Linked DNA regions of Mus musculus: region 2 is linked to region 1. A link is a contact called in public promoter capture Hi-C data. All regions are on one chromosome and are shown on one strand. The core of a region is the stretch at or near the end of the contact, and the rest is flanking DNA. Distances in the headings are between cores, read along the strand shown. Region 1 holds the start of Aga (aspartylglucosaminidase). Region 2 holds the start of Cep44 (centrosomal protein 44).

The links. Promoter capture Hi-C pulls out the DNA fragments that hold promoters and counts their contacts.
Region 2: a promoter capture Hi-C map of pre-B cells shows a contact between it and region 1. The contact joins the promoter of Cep44 here to the promoter of Aga in region 1. A contact is called at or near these places in 2 of 39 promoter capture datasets (liver and pre-B cells) and 3 of 484 Hi-C or Micro-C datasets (CD4 T cells, CD8 T cells and muscle stem cells).

What each region holds. Positions count from the first base shown.
Region 1 is chr8:53,507,317-53,515,094 of GRCm38.p6, forward strand. It overlaps Aga (aspartylglucosaminidase), which reads left to right and starts at 4,386. Exons shown (of 9, transcript NM_001005847.2): 1 at 4,386-4,615; 2 at 6,226-6,379; 3 at 6,921-7,033. The coding sequence starts at 4,489.
Region 2 is chr8:56,547,882-56,555,659 of GRCm38.p6, forward strand. Cep44 (centrosomal protein 44) reads right to left here and starts at 2,685. Exons shown (of 11, transcript NM_001009951.1): 1 at 2,664-2,685. Fbxo8 (F-box protein 8) reads left to right here and starts at 3,273. Exons shown (of 6, transcript NM_015791.4): 1 at 3,273-3,495.

The sequences.
Region 1 (7,778 bases), core at 3,136-5,635:
AGTCACTGGGTAAGAACAAATTGTCTGCATAATTTGCATGTGCATTCATAGCTAAGATTATTTTCTCACTTGAATTGTGTTCAGCTAAAGAGTATAATCTAGTAAATAAGAATTTACTGCAAGACATGGCTACTTTGGAGGTCTACACTTATTGTTGAATTTCTTTTTTTTTTTTTAAAAGTCACATGTGATATTAAAATTTCAAAGTGATTTTTAACATGGTAGGAAGCTGAAAGGAAATCTGTTCTGCTGCCTTAGGCCTCTGCTAGAGAAATGGGTCACCTGTTTGAAAACATTCCAACATCATAAACAACTGCTATAAAAAAACAGGATCTACTATGTAAAGTGATTTACAATAGCCTTGTCATAGCAACTTTATCATACCAATGGTCTATTTTTAAGATTACAAATTGAAAATATGTTGCACAAAACAGTTTAATGGAGAAAATCAGGTAAATATCAATGTGATGTTGCACTATCTCAGTCTTTATACATCATTAAGATGATTTTAAAGGTTAAAAAGTCAAAAGGAAGTGACTAATTTGAATATGCTACTGATTTGACAAATCGGGATTGGGGGCAGGTGTGACATAACCCAGAAACATTAACTCAGAAAGGAAGAAAACTCCAGAGAATAATAAGATGACATTTCTGGATAATGACTCTAATTACATCCAGAATGTACAATCAGGTATCATTAGGTATTCCTGGATTATCAAAAAAAAAGAATGGATTTAAATTAGAAACACAGTTACCACTATGCTTTGACACCAGCAAAAACCATTACTTACAGCTTCTGAAACTGACAAGAGCAAATGCCAATCAAATAAATAGCCTGTATTTAGATAACCCAGGTAATAGTTCAGTGGGGATTTTTGGAAAAGAAATTATTATTTCAATGCCAAGTCACGCTTACAGCTTTGAACAAGTAGCAAAACATGGGCATGTTTCTAAAATGGATTTCCCAGCATCCGCTCAAAAGCCGGAGGGGATGGCTTAGTGTTTTAAGCTTCAGATTTGAAATACCTAGACTCCCTGCAAACTACAATGTTAAATCCTCTGTAGAACCACAGCTTCAAATGCTATCAGGAAAGACTCAACTCTCCAGCCTTTAGAGACTGATAAATTGAAAGCCATGAAGTTCAGAGGAAAAGGAGGGGAGTTTGCAGCTGCCCACAATTACCACCCTCAACCTTGAACACACACACACACACACACACACACACACACACACACACACAAACACATATGTGCTCATGTACACTCACACACTTATACACATATGTGCACGCACACACACACACACACACACATGTTCACAATGCACACATGTACACACACAGGTACACAGGGACAGAGTGAAACAGACAGAGAGAAGGGGGAGAAGGAGAGAGGAGATAGAGTCAGAGACAGAGACAGCAATATTTGCAGCAGCTTTTAAAAGAATTAATAGTTATACAGAAGCAAGATTCCTCTAGAGATTTTATTCTTGGAATGACATCAGCATGCTTCTCTTCTGAATCCAGAAATCTTGCAGCTCTGGTGTTCACCAGCTTCATAAACATTAATAATAACTTTCAGAGAACTCAAAGTGAACAGAAACTATTTCCAAATCAAAATTTAGTGCAAACTCTGTCACTTTAAAAAGCATTCTAGGTATCCAGCCAGCTCACGGCAATGTCTGCATTCTATACCGACTGTTCTCTCCAGACACTTATCAATAGATATTTGGTAAATGCTAATTATTATATGAATGTTCTTCTAACTCTTACCTCATTCATTAAAACAAGAAAGAGTATTATCTCTATTTAATAGATGAGAAACGTCTGTCTCTGTAAGATTAAATAATCTAGCTAGAGCTGTGATGTGTTATCCAAAGTTTTAACATTTTGGCCTTGATGCCTGAGATATTGTTATAAGAATGTTTTCCCTAGTAACACAGACATTTTGAAAAATAGAACTAAGTGGTGCGTTTTAAGCTTGAATAAAAATTATCATATAGCTTTTATATCTTTTAAAATCAATAGCAATGTATAGCTGTTACATACAATTAATTATTGAAATAAGAAATGAGGTAGATACTAAGAAAACGGCAGGCCATGTTTTACAAGTTTACCATGTATTGTTAACAGATGTCCATTTTAATTTAGAAGTACATCAAAATCAAGCAAAAGGCTGCAGTTACATTAAGAAGCAATGAAAGATCAGTATTCACCAAGTAGCTAAAAAGAATTAATAGTCATACAGAAGCAATCCAACTATCCAAAGTTATCTAACGTCCATAGGATGTAGGTTGTAGCTGTAGCAATTTTTCTAAGCATATACAAAATGAGTTTACTGAGTACCATAGTGGCTGAGTACCACAACAGCCACCAAAGATGGTGTATATTTTGAGACTGCACATTATTTTCAGTACAAATGCCCATAGAAAGTAGGCACATTGAGACTTTCAAATATTCCTATTACAATATATTTTATCTATTTTATCTTTCTTACGTTTTCTCTCTCTCTCTCTCTCTTTCTCTCTGTGCATGTGTGTGTGTTTGTGGTATGAGTGTGTGTGAGAGAGGGAGGGACAGAAACAGACAGACAGACAAAGACACACCCAGAGACACAAGCACAAAGAAAGATAGAGAATACTGGCTAAGTTACATTCCCTAATGGATACAATTACAAGGTTTTAGGATTTAGAAAATCTTGCCATTTAAATCACATTTCCTTCAAGCTAAGAGATTTGTAAGGCCTACTGTTTATACTTGGAGATGAGACAGGGATGCTAATATTATACAGTCCGAGACAGAAGCACCCAGTCTTCTTGAAGTAAACACTGATCATGTGTTGTTTCTAACATCCTTGTTTGAGCTGTCCTTAGGAATATACATAATCTCTGCAGACTAAAAGCTTTATCAGTTTTGTTGAAGTTTCATGATTCTCAGGCAGGAAAGGAAAATTAGATCCCAAGAGGGAGGGTCCCCATCCCCCCAATTTTCTTCCCTTAAATTTGCCTGCCTTGCTATCCTACCTCTGTGTGAGTCTAGGTTCTTTCAGCTGGAGAAATTATATTGCCCAAAACGAGCTTCAGGAACCATGACTAGTTTACCATGTATTATATTTTATAATTCTTGAAGGCATGTCTCGGTTCTTTGAACTTATAAATAACAACTCAGGTGCTATGGAAAATTAATTCCGAAGACAATAAGTGTTTTCCTTGCTTTCTTATTCCGTTTCATCCATCTTTCTCATCTCACCTAGCAAGAGCTTTATGCTCATTAGCACAGCACAAATAGTTTGGTCCTCCTCCAAAACCCCATAGAAGGATCATGTGTCGTTTCTTTTTAATTACACCTAACTTTTTAATAGCACTTGCCTGCCTGGGGATGATTCTAGGATATCTTATGCTGTTTAAATTGCAGATTCAGTTTCCGTGCAATGAGAACCTTGAAGACTCTCTAAGCCTCACAACTCTCACCTAGTTCATATTTTACCAGTCTGGATAGATTTATAGATGCTCTTTAAAATTATGCCTTCCTTGAGCTACATGGACAAGCATCCCAGAGTCCCAGTGGGATTACTGGTCCATGCTCACACATCTGCACAGCAACTGAATTATCAAAATGAGCAGCCGGTACCATGCATGTAAAGCTCCCATTTCTCCTTTTATTCAAACATTTATTTAGTACTTAATGGTGCCAGGCACAAAGATAAAATAAAATACCTTCAGAAAAGACTGGAATTAGACTTCTTGGCTGGAGGCAAGGAATCTGCACTTCAGTGGGCAATGTACAGGGTACGTTTCTGTTTGCCCAGCATGTCCTTTCCCTGCAGCTCAGGGATTTGTAACTAAAGGACGTCCTACAAAAACCTGTGGTGAAGAAAGGATGTAAAAGTCTGTGTCGAAAATGCCTCAAACAGCTAGGTCCTAAGCAAGAGCACTTCTCCTATACTCTATAGTCATTTTAAAAATTTAATGAAAGTCCAGGGTAGATTATAGATCGGGCTGGCTGTCTACCTTGAATTTGCAGTTAAGATGGCAAATGCATAAAACTCATATAATATCTTATCAGTTATCTGAGTTTTCAAGCATCGTGCGACTAGGGTAACATATTTTCATATTCATTTTCAATAAGGTCAATCTCCCTTTAAAAAATGGGCTAAGCACTAAAAGTACTAGTATTATATGTATGTATCTTTTCACAAAGAACTAAAAAGAGGTCGACAGACCAGACCACTAAAGAAACAGTATCAGATTTGTAAAAAGAAAAAAGAAAAAAAGGAAAAAAAGAAAAAAAGAAAGAAAAAAAAAAAAAAACCTTCACTGGGCCAATAGAAGGCCTCGTTGTCTCGCGAGAGTTGAGGAAGTTGGGGATGAGACTAAAGGGAATCACGAGTCTGCCTGAGTCTGAGCTGGTGGAGACCTTTCTCGCGCTGGCCGGCTGGGCGCGCGGCCGGCGGGGACTTTTTTCACGCTGCTCGGCGGGTCACTCAGCTATGGAGCGGAAGTCGAATCTGTCTCTGCTTCTCCTACTGCTGGTCCTGGGCATGCCCCTGGTGCGGGGCTCCAGCCCTCTGCCCCTGGTCGTCAACACTTGGCCTTTTAAGAATGCCACTGAAGCAGGTGGGGAGCGGCAGCCCGGGGCGGGTGGCTGCACTGTGTGAGCTCCTCTGCAGGAAGCTGCACTCAGTCCCTAAGGTTGCAGGAGGGAACCCGCTGCAGAAGGCCGAGCCTCCTCTCCTTCCTGCATCTCTGACTTTACACCAGACCCTCTCCATCTTCCCTGCCCCTGCTGCATTTTAGGATCTGGTGTATTGTTCTGCTTCCTGCACCACCTTGTCTGACCTCTAACATTGGGCCTCTTAGCTATACTTGTACAGGGTCACCTGCCTCACTTTTTGTGGCAGTCTTTTGCCACAAAGTTTTTCCTCCACTCTACACTTCTTGTGATAGCCTCCTTCCTGTTTCTCCATTATCTTCTGGATTCCAGTTTAGGAAACAATTGATAATTTCCTACGGATGCATATGTATTTGATCAATGTTTGTGACGCTGCCCTTATCACTTATACATTCAAATTATCTTCAGTGTTTCTTGGGATTGTACCTTATTGCCCCCAACCTTGACACCCTTGAGACTGCTATCACATTAAATGTTCGTGGACACTGTTGGATCCAGAATCCAGTGCAGAAAAAATCTGTATGTTATCGGGGATGTGTGGGAAGCAGAGTTAGTGAGAAATCAGACCAAGAAAGAGACCTCCTAACAATAACCAAACAAAGAAATTCCACCTTTATATGCATGGTATGATTCTGTGAAAGTTACTAGTATTGAAGTTGGGGAGGGGAGACTTCTTAAAACCAACATCCATGGAATTATAAGTAAAACGTCTTTCCTTTCAATACCTACCCACTCGATACTCAAAGAACACCACAAAACACAAACAAGAAACGTGGACACCTTAGAGAAATGCCTTTTTGAAACTGGGCAACTTCTGAAATATACTGTGTGGCCTTGAATGAATTACTTCATCCATGTCTGTGCTTTTCTTCTGAAAATGAGAATTATAATTATAAAATATTATCTCAGAAGCTGCATGAAGGTGAGATTAATTCACCCACATGAAGTCATTTGCCACTGTAATACTCTGCTGAGGCTTGCTGGGATACTTGTTCTCATTGAGAGTGTGAAATATGCATATTTTAGTAATCTAATGAGTGACATATGCCTGTAATTTCAGCTCTCAGGTAGCTGTGGTAGGAAGACCCAGACTTGTAGACATGCCTAGACTTGTACATGGATTTTCATTTGGGCTTAGGGCTAGATGGCAAGACCCTAGCTCACAAGATGAGAAAAACAGAAATGAAGAAATGTTAAGCTGTAATTCAAAATACTTTAAAGTTCAACTGTCTCCAAATAGTTTCAGTTATCTCTCTTAAAGATGGCATATTTTTTACACAGAGAAAAATAGTTACTGATAAGTTTTTTAAATAGTTTCCACTAAGAGCCAACCTCTTTGAATTCTTTATAGTAAGGAGTCATATACTTTGGTCTGTATCATTCTAATTTCCCTGTTGTAATGTTCCCATTTGGTAAAATGACTTGTTAAAATTTCAGCTTAACAGTATAAATGTTAAGAAAAAAAAAACTTAGACATCTCAAACTGTTCTTGGCTTGTTGCATTTCACATTGAAAATATATATGACTATACATAAGCTCTGTTGGAATTTAACAGCGTGGTGGACATTGCTATCTGGAGGTTCTGCCCTGGATGCAGTGGAGAACGGCTGTGCTGTGTGTGAGAAGGAGCAGTGTGATGGGACTGTAGGCTTTGGAGGAAGTCCTGATGAAGGTGGCGAAACCACCCTGGATGCCATGATAATGGATGGGTAAGGATGCTTTTCAGGACTTGTCTGTGCGCTCTCCTGTCAGGTGGGCTCATATTCAGAGCAGGCTGGAAGGATGCATGAATGTGAGCATCAGCCAGAAGTCCCGGCTTATGGGGCTTCTCCCTTCCAACACAAAGAGTGAACAGAAAAAAGAAAAGAAAAGCCGAAAGGTCACCCGGATACTCAGGATCACAGAAAAGTAGGTGGTTAAGTAGCTTTGGCTGAGGAGAACCCTGAGATGCAGAGCTGTACCTGTGCCACAGTTATTTGCTACCATCTGCAAATGCTGTGGTCTCAGTGACCTCACCCAGAGGCCTCTGTAAAAGCCATGTTTAAAATAATGTGTTGGGATATATACTAAATCGACTGTTCGTTCTTGAATTTTGTCTGCGGGAATCCATGAACTTTACGGGCGGTTTTCCCTTCTGTGTTGAGATGCAGTTTAGCCTTCCACGTATTGCTGCTCCGAGAAATGCGATTTTTTATGTTCAAATACCAACAGAAAATGCCTTCGTAAATCTTCCACGTCCTTGCCTTCCAGCACTGCCATGGATGTGGGAGCAGTGGGAGGCCTTAGAAGAATTAAAAACGCGATTGGCGTGGCGCGGAGAGTCCTGGAGCATACCACACACACGCTTTTAGTGGGGGACTCAGGTATATGTAAAACCATACCGAAATTTTGTTCCAGTCTTTTTGTCTATTGTCACTGAGAAAGAGAGAGGGAGAGGGAGGAAGGGATGTGGGGAGGAACAAAGGAAGGAAGGAGGGAGGGAGGGAGGGAGGGAGGGAGGGAGGGAGGGAGGGAGGGAGGGAAGAAGGAAGGAAGGAAGGAAGGAAGGAAGGAAGGAAGGAGGGAAGGAAGGAAGGAAGGAAGGAAGGAAGGAAGGAAGGAAGGAAGGAAGGAAGGAAGGAAATAACTAGCTTACTGTGATGTAGAGAGCAAAGGAGACCTAAGTTGAAATTCCTGCTCTTTCAGTTCAGAAACAGTAACTGGTCACTTCTGAATCTTGCTTTGTCTTTAAGACAAGTGCATTGTAAGCAATGTTATCATCTGTCCCTGCGTGATTGCTGCCACCAAAGCAGGGTTTCTATCAGTTCCCATCCGGTGTGGCATTTCTACAGATCTAAGACCGGTACAGATCTAAGACCCAGGGGGGGAGGGGAGACTGTTTATATGAGACAGTGGTGCCAGAGATTGCAGTGACAGTGTCACTTAAGTCCTTTCCAGGTTCCATGACAGAGGGTTCTAATGTAGCCTATGATAGAGAAAACTATATTAATGGTATATTTATGTAGCACTCTTAATAGGCTTGCCATAGAATTGCAGACTCCCTGAAAAGGATGGCCTTTGGTGTTTGAAATCCATTTGTGTGTCAGAGAGCGGTGTGCGCTCTGAAAG
Region 2 (7,778 bases), core at 1,435-3,934, 3.0 Mb after region 1:
CTCAATGCCTGAGGGGCTATGGATCCTCACAGTGTAGAAGCCATCATGACATGGTGACAAGCAGCACAAGGTGGCAGGAATGCACAGTAGCTGCTAGCCTACATTACCCCAGACCAGAGGAAGGACAGCCGAGAACTGGTATCAGGCTACCTACCATCTTAAGGCATTTTCACTCCCCAAGCAACTTCCTCTAGCTAAGTCCCACCTCCCTAAGATTGCACAACCTGTCAAATTAGCACTCCAAGCTGGAAACCAAGTTATCAAACATATGAGCCTATGGAGGACACTTAACCTTCAAATCATAGCTGGTACCATTTGGAAAAAAATATCAAGTTGAAATGGCCGCTATCATTAATTACCCTGAATGCTTATAAAACCTACATAGTATAAACCAAAAAATGAAGATAAATTTAGCACAGATTTAAGTTATTATCCCCAGGGTTTGGATTTCATGTAGTTGCCAATTAGAGATGCTTATATTAAAAACCAAACCAAACTCATAGTTCACTAATATCTTGCTCAAGAAAATGACAAGAGTTCCTGGAGAAAAGAGATTCTCTGAAACTGAAGCTCCTTTAAAATGAAATCACTGAGAAAGAAAGAAAGAAAGAAAGAAAGAAAGAAAGAAAGAAAGAAAGAGAAAAAGAAAAAAAGAACAATTCAAGAATTAGATGAACTATACTTAGGGGTTTTTGTTCATGGGCTGTATTTCAGCAACGATTGACATATAATCACCCCTGCCCAGACACCTCTGCGTCTGTATAGGTCAGGAGAAGTATATAAAGCTGGCAATGTGCAGAATTCTAAGCCTGGGCCACCATCACTTCTGTGGCCATTTCTCTAGACTTGGGCACCTATTCCATGTCCGTGGCATAGCACCCCATTCGCAGTCTGCTCCTGCGGAGCGAGCTGCTGAATGTACTTTAAGTATCCTTGCACTGATGCTATGGTCAGCATGTTTGAAACACCAAATTACCTACTAAATAGTAAGATATTTAGACAATGAGGATTTTAGGGGGGGGACGGGGAAAGAAATCCTAAAATTAAATTATACAACATACTGGTCAAAACAGTAAGGCTTATTTCCCATCTTTCCAGATGCCGGGGCTAGAAAGACATACAGATATGTTAAGACAGACTTCCCAGACCAACCTTTATTGCCTAAGAAAGGTGACAGGGGAACTACTCTAGCCTCTGCTGTAACTACAAACACTGTGCCTGGGATTTAAGATTGCAGGTCTGATCTTGTTTTAGTTTCCAGACCCATCTGACAACACAATTGTTAGTTTTGTACATATCCTATCTTCCCAGGACATGCAATTTTATCCAATACTCGGTGCTACCTTTTCTTTTGCTGGTATCATAGAAGGCATTTATCTTTACATTATTTCTACTTCTGGTAATGAAATTTCGGACACTAAAGTATGCCCCAGGAACACATCCTCTTCATTACCAGCACAATAAACATTTTAAAGAAGAGTAAGATTCAAGTACAGCTTGTATCTGTAGGTGGAGGGAAAAGATATGACAGAAGAGAAAAACATAAAGGTATTTTTAAAAAAACAAGATCATAGAAGTATGTTTTCAAGAAAGGCTTTCCTAGTGTTTTTTAATTAGTAAATACTAAAATTATTACTATGAATTGAAGCTAATCAAGTACTGAAACATACTTTACACTTGACCATAATTAATCTGAGATAAAATTAAACTGTTACTTAAAAATTAGCATTTTCACTTTATATTACTTATCACAGGATATTAAATGAAGACCATATACAGATTCAATCATTAAGGTCTCACTGGTCTACCTAGCTTTCTGAAGAGTTAGGAACAAATCAAATCCACCAACCGAATTGCTGGAAGACATTGTGAGCACCGCACAAGATGGCTTTGGTGGGGAACGGAACCGATCTCAGGATCTTGGCATACCCAATGGCTCTACCACTGAGCTAGTCCCCCAGCTTTGCAGTTTAAGATACTTTGTTTCAAACCCAGCTCAATTTCGTAGCTGCTACAGGTCTTTAAAAACATGTCACAGGACTCCAAAATCATTTTGCCCAGGATAAAGTAACTAGCCTTTAATAATCACAGTGGATAGCTAGGATTTTGAAATTCCGCTTGACATATCTAAAAGACAAACTTTAAGATAAAGGGATACAAATCTGTAGAAACTAAACTTACAAAATCTCTCCGTAATAGATACTAGGAAAATGCTGTTGTAAGATCCGATGAGGGAACCGCTGTGTTCACGCATAAAACATTGTTAAAATGCTTGCAAATAATTCTGTAAAACAGTCTAGTGTAGCAGTAAGTCTAGAATACATATGTTAAAATTAGTTTTCTTTTCATACAGAGCAATCATAGGCCTCAAAGTAGATGGAGAATTCTTTTTTTTTTTTTTTTTTGGGGGGGGGGAGACACCATGAAGATGAAAACAAAGAGAACACGAAGGAAGGAGTACTTTTTCTATTCCGGACAGTCTTTTGAAGCTAGATGTATTTTTGACGGAAAGAAACTTAAAGGCATCTACAAAACAATTCAAAGAGGGCAGACTCCGATTCATTCTACTTGATGCCTTCCAAAACCATACCAGCTGGTACACAAGCAAGTCCCATCTCGAATTCCCTTTCTGCCTCTAAATTTAAAGGGATGAAAAGGTAGACCTGATCATTCGCCTACAACCCAGGAACCTCGGTGAGGACAGCAGAAGGGCCACCTTCGTCCAAGCCAGAGCACAGCAGGTCCACGAGCTCTGGCTCAGCCAGCAGCCCCTAAGCAAACTGAAAGGTTCCCAAGGCTACCGTACCAACACAGAAAGAAGAAGGGAGCACTAGAAACCCGAGAACGTGGCGGGAACCGGGTCTGCAGCCCCAGAGCCTTACGCCCGCGCCTCGGGTCGCCCCTCGTGCCGACGGTTTGTTTTTAGAACTCAGAGTTCGAGCCGAGAGTTCGAACAGCGGCTAAACATTCCGAGCCAGAGGCTGCCCCAAATGCTGGCATTCCTAGATGCAGATTCCACACTCCGTTCGCGCAGCTTCTTCAGGATACTCTACTGTCGTTAAAGTCTTATCAATTACATGTCTTTTATTGAATGTCACATTTCAAATTAGCATAATTTTGATGGCCAAAGCAGTTCAGAATGAGAAGCGGAAAAGTAAAGACTTTTTGGCGAATCTGAATGAGGAAAACGGAAATCTTTTTCCTTTAAGGAGCCGCTCCTCGACGTCACTTCCGGCAACAATAGGAAACGTCAAAACCTTGCAAGGTCCGCCACTCGGGCTTCTGCAGGCAGAGGTGCTGTGACTTCGCGGGAGTCTGGGGCGGCTTCTGGTTCCCTCGCAGCCATCGTGTTCTCCAGCGCGAACACGTGCGCTCTGGACAGGCCTCTCCATGGCTTGGGCACCAGTTCCCGGCTGAGCCATTTTCTTCTCGGCTGACAGCCCCCGCCCACAGGCCGAGTCGTCGCGGCGGCGGTGGAGATCCCAGGTCGCTCAGGTACTCGCGTCGGCACAGAGGCTTCCAATGCCTTGCTTCTTCCGCCCGCCCGGACGCTCTCACTTTTCTCCTCCGAAGTGAGGGGTAGGGATGCTTGCCACTTGATAGCCCTGGCCCAGCAAGCAACAGTTTAGGACCAATGGGTACTGTGAGACATTTTGAGTGACAGCAGCGGTGGCTTATTAAAATGGTGTATCAGAATCGAGAGGCGGGTGTGAGTCTCTTCTGTTTCTAGGCCATTGGTATAGAGGTCGATTTGGGACTCGCGGTAGCGACGTGGTGTCGTCCCTCTTGAAAGATGACAAACGGTGGAGGTTACTTTCTTCAGTTTCACGTATTGCTTTTGTGGTGGTTACAGCGTCGTTCGATGCCAAGGCACGCTTCATTTCTTACGGCGTCCCCTTAATACGAATTCAAACATATCCAGTTTAAGACCTCCGCTGATTGCTAGTTGCTACAGTCTCCAAACAGACTGTAAAATTGGTTCAACACTTTCCTTTTCGTTTTGTTTTTCTGTGGCTACGCTCCACTTTCCACATCGTATTACTCAGTACACATTGTCTAGACAAAAACCATAGAAGTTTGCAATTCTTACTCGATATATTTCTGGTTTATTTTTCGTTCTGTATTTACTAATTAATAATTGTGACTACTTAATTTATAAATGAGACATTTATTTGTAAAGACCCCCACCCCGCGCGCGCGCCATATTCTCTTCATTACCCTCAATACTGCAATTGAATACAAACTGTTGTTCATGTCAGTGTTTGCACTCCGTTTTTGTTTGTATTTTGAGACAAGGTCTCCTGTGTACTCCAGGCTGGCTCAGAATTCACTGTGTAGCCCCGACTGTCCCTAGCTAGCAATCCTTTTTCTTGGCCTTCCAAAGGCTTGGAAGTATGGTTTTGCAACAGGTCACTAAGTACTCTTCTCTTTGCTTTGGTTCTTTGGACTTTGGCACTTTCACTCCGACGAGAAGAGCTTCCGGCTACCTTTGTGAAAGGTTTTTGTTGTTGTTGTTGTTGTTTTTGTTTTTGTTTTGTTTTTACAATGTAGAGCAGGTCTCAGAATGAACAATAAATAAATTTATTATTTTCAGGTTAATTCAGAAACTTCTTGCTTATACAGTTTTTCTAAATTAACAATTACCTAAGTATCGTCATTAGTTTCATATTGCTGGTTTATGATTATCCCCAAATTTAATGCAGCTTAAAACAACAAACATGTACTATCTTGGTTTCTTTGAGTCAAGTATCAGGGCAACGTTCAACAGAGTAGTTCAGCTTGTTTCTTGAGGTCGTAGTTAGGCTGTGTTTGGGACTTGTGATACTATTGAGAGACTGCACTGAGATGGACTAAGGGTGCACTTCCAAGTGCATGCACATAGTTGCCAGCTGCCCTAGATTCTCCGCTAAGTGGGTTTTCTTCAGAAAACCCCCTTAGAGTATAGTATGGCTGTTGATTTCCCCTACAACAGACAAGCTGGGAGAAAGCATCCAACTGAGGGAAGATAACTATATTTTATAATCTAATCTTAGAAGTGATATCCTATCACTGCTATCATAGTGTGTTTGTTAAGAGTCTTTAACCCAACCCACATTAGAGAGGCAGAGGATAGATAACACAGGAGGCAAAATCGATGGAAGCCATTTTAGAGGCACCTGGAACAAATTCCGTGCCTGATAACTTTTAGCAGTTAAAAGTAATCACTACATAAGAATATCTTAGCCAAAGTATGTCCAAAAGAATTTAATTCTGACAAGGAAAAAAAAAAGCCTGATTTTGAAGTAACATGTGAATTATACTAGTATCAGCTCCTCCAGAAAAATAATTTAGAAATATTTTATATTAATTATCCTAAAGAATATTATTTAATATTGCCTGAAGGGTAGAGAATCTGAAAAGAGTGTTTGAGGTTATCTTTTACCCTTTTACATAGCTGAAATTGGGTCAAAATAAATGTATGGAAGATAGCTTTTGAGAAGGAAAGCAGTTAGGAAAAGGCTAGGGCTGGTTATAGATAAAATGCAGATCAGTGGAAAATTTCTGTTAAACCCATATGATCAAATAGGGGTGGGAAAAGTGTGCTTTGGAAATGTGCTTTGATTTTTTTAAAAAAGGATTTACATGGCAAGTGTGAGTGGTAGTGGGTTACAGAATAGGCTATACTCCATGTTGTTGTGTATATCAGTCCAAGGTGTACTCCTTAGAGACCTCTACTCAGCTGAAGCCAGAATATTTTACCTTGCTGCAAACCAGCAGCAGCAGCGAAACTTAGGATGAGACTTATAAAGCAAGGTTTATTAAAAATAAATTTAATACAGTTTTAGTAGGGACATTGATAAGGGAGAGAGAGGGAATTAATAAAACAAGGGTACACACCCCAAGTATGATCTTGGGCTTTTCAAGATAGAATTACATTAAAGTGTGTCAACAATAGCAATACATAAAATTTTGATGGCCTTGAAAGTTATAGTATTTAAAGGTTTTTAAAAAGTAAATAAACCTGTTTTAGATCTACTTGTTTTTATCTAGTCAGCATTCTGTTAGTCAATAAGATATGTTGGTTTATTGTATATTATATAAAGACCTAGGTTTAAAAAAGAACAATAACCTTTACTACCCATGCTTCACAAGAAAGTCAAGACTGTTTTGATTCTCATTGGTTCTTAGCAAGTACAGATTTGCAAGTCTCTTCCCTTTCTAAGCCCCTTGATTGTCCTGCACCACAAGCACCAGCTTCATTCTACACACTGGACTGCACGTCACCAGTACAGCTTTTGCCGACTAGCTTTAAAAGCTTAGTGGGAGCAAAAGATTCTCGCTTCATGTTTGTTATGGCACTATTTCGGCTATGCCTCAGTATAAAATTGTCCGTGCTTCTTCCCATGTTTGACAGGTACTGGAATCCTTATTTATTTGCAAAATGTTATCCAACTTTATTGGCACAAAACAGATATACAGTTCAAGTTTGAGCAATGAATTTAAGGTGCTTAGTTCTAGAATTATCCATTTACACGTTCTTCCAGAATAGAGTGCATATAGGATTGTTTAAACATTTAAATGAAGAAACCAGCTTTAAGAAGTAAACCACACTTAGCCTTTCTGCCCATACTTCTTAGTTATTTATAGATGTGGTGGGGGTGGAGAAACAAGTGAGAAGAACCTCGGATACTAAATAAACTCACCACTTTTACCATCTTTCCATGGTATTCAAGTTATGGTAATTTTCCTCTTTTGTTTTTACGCAATCATGGAATTGTCTTTCAAGTTTTCAATTGTGGTAAAGCAATGCACACAAAATAAAATTTATCAGTATATTCAGTTTAAAATGTACCGGTCAATGATATGCAATATATTTATAGTGGCTTGTGACTTATAGTGGCTAGTGACTATTTCCACTATCTACCTCCATAATTACTTACATTTATACAGCTAAAAGTGTATGTCCATCAACCACCCCTTCCTTATTCCCTTCACCAGGTCCTGACATCCTATCCTATGTCTACGATTTGTCTACACTAAATATTTCACATAAGCAGTATCATGTATATTGTCTTTATGTAGTGTTGAAATGTTAGCAATATTGAGTTTTCCGGTTCATGGGTAGGAATGTATTTCTATATTTCCCCTCTCACTTCCAGCAGCAGTGCTTGTACCTTTCACTGTACAAGTCCCACCTGACTGATTAAATTAATTCCTAAATATTGTATTCTTGCAGATGAAATTATCTTCTTAATTTCCTGTTCAGATTGTTCATTAGTATATAGAAATACAACCAATCTTTTCTGTTGACCTAGCCTACTGTCTTTTTCCTGAATTCATTTGTTAATTATACGGTGTTTTATTTTGTTTTTGACAGAAAAACACAGCTCTCACTTCAAAGAGGATAAAAGATAGTTATTCTGGAGCTAAACATGACTCCATATCTGAGAACATGGCTTCAGGTTATTCCAACTACTGTGTTCCAACCTTAACATTTTTTTGACGTTTTTATAACCACAGAACAAAAGAAAGTCTGGATCAAGGCCCTTTTCAAATACAGGATAGAAATATGAGGAAGGTGGGCTGTAATAATCCAGGAAAATCTCTGCCACAGGTTTCAGATGTTATCTGATACATGCTTAGCATTTTGGTTGGTGAAGTTTGTTGCTCTATTAAGTTAATACACCCCAAAAAGCTTCATGTGACAGTCATAAGGGTGTTAGGTCAGACACAGTGAGCAATGGATGGCTACTGGGGATTAAAAATAGTTCAAGATAATTTGATTCTGAATATCTACA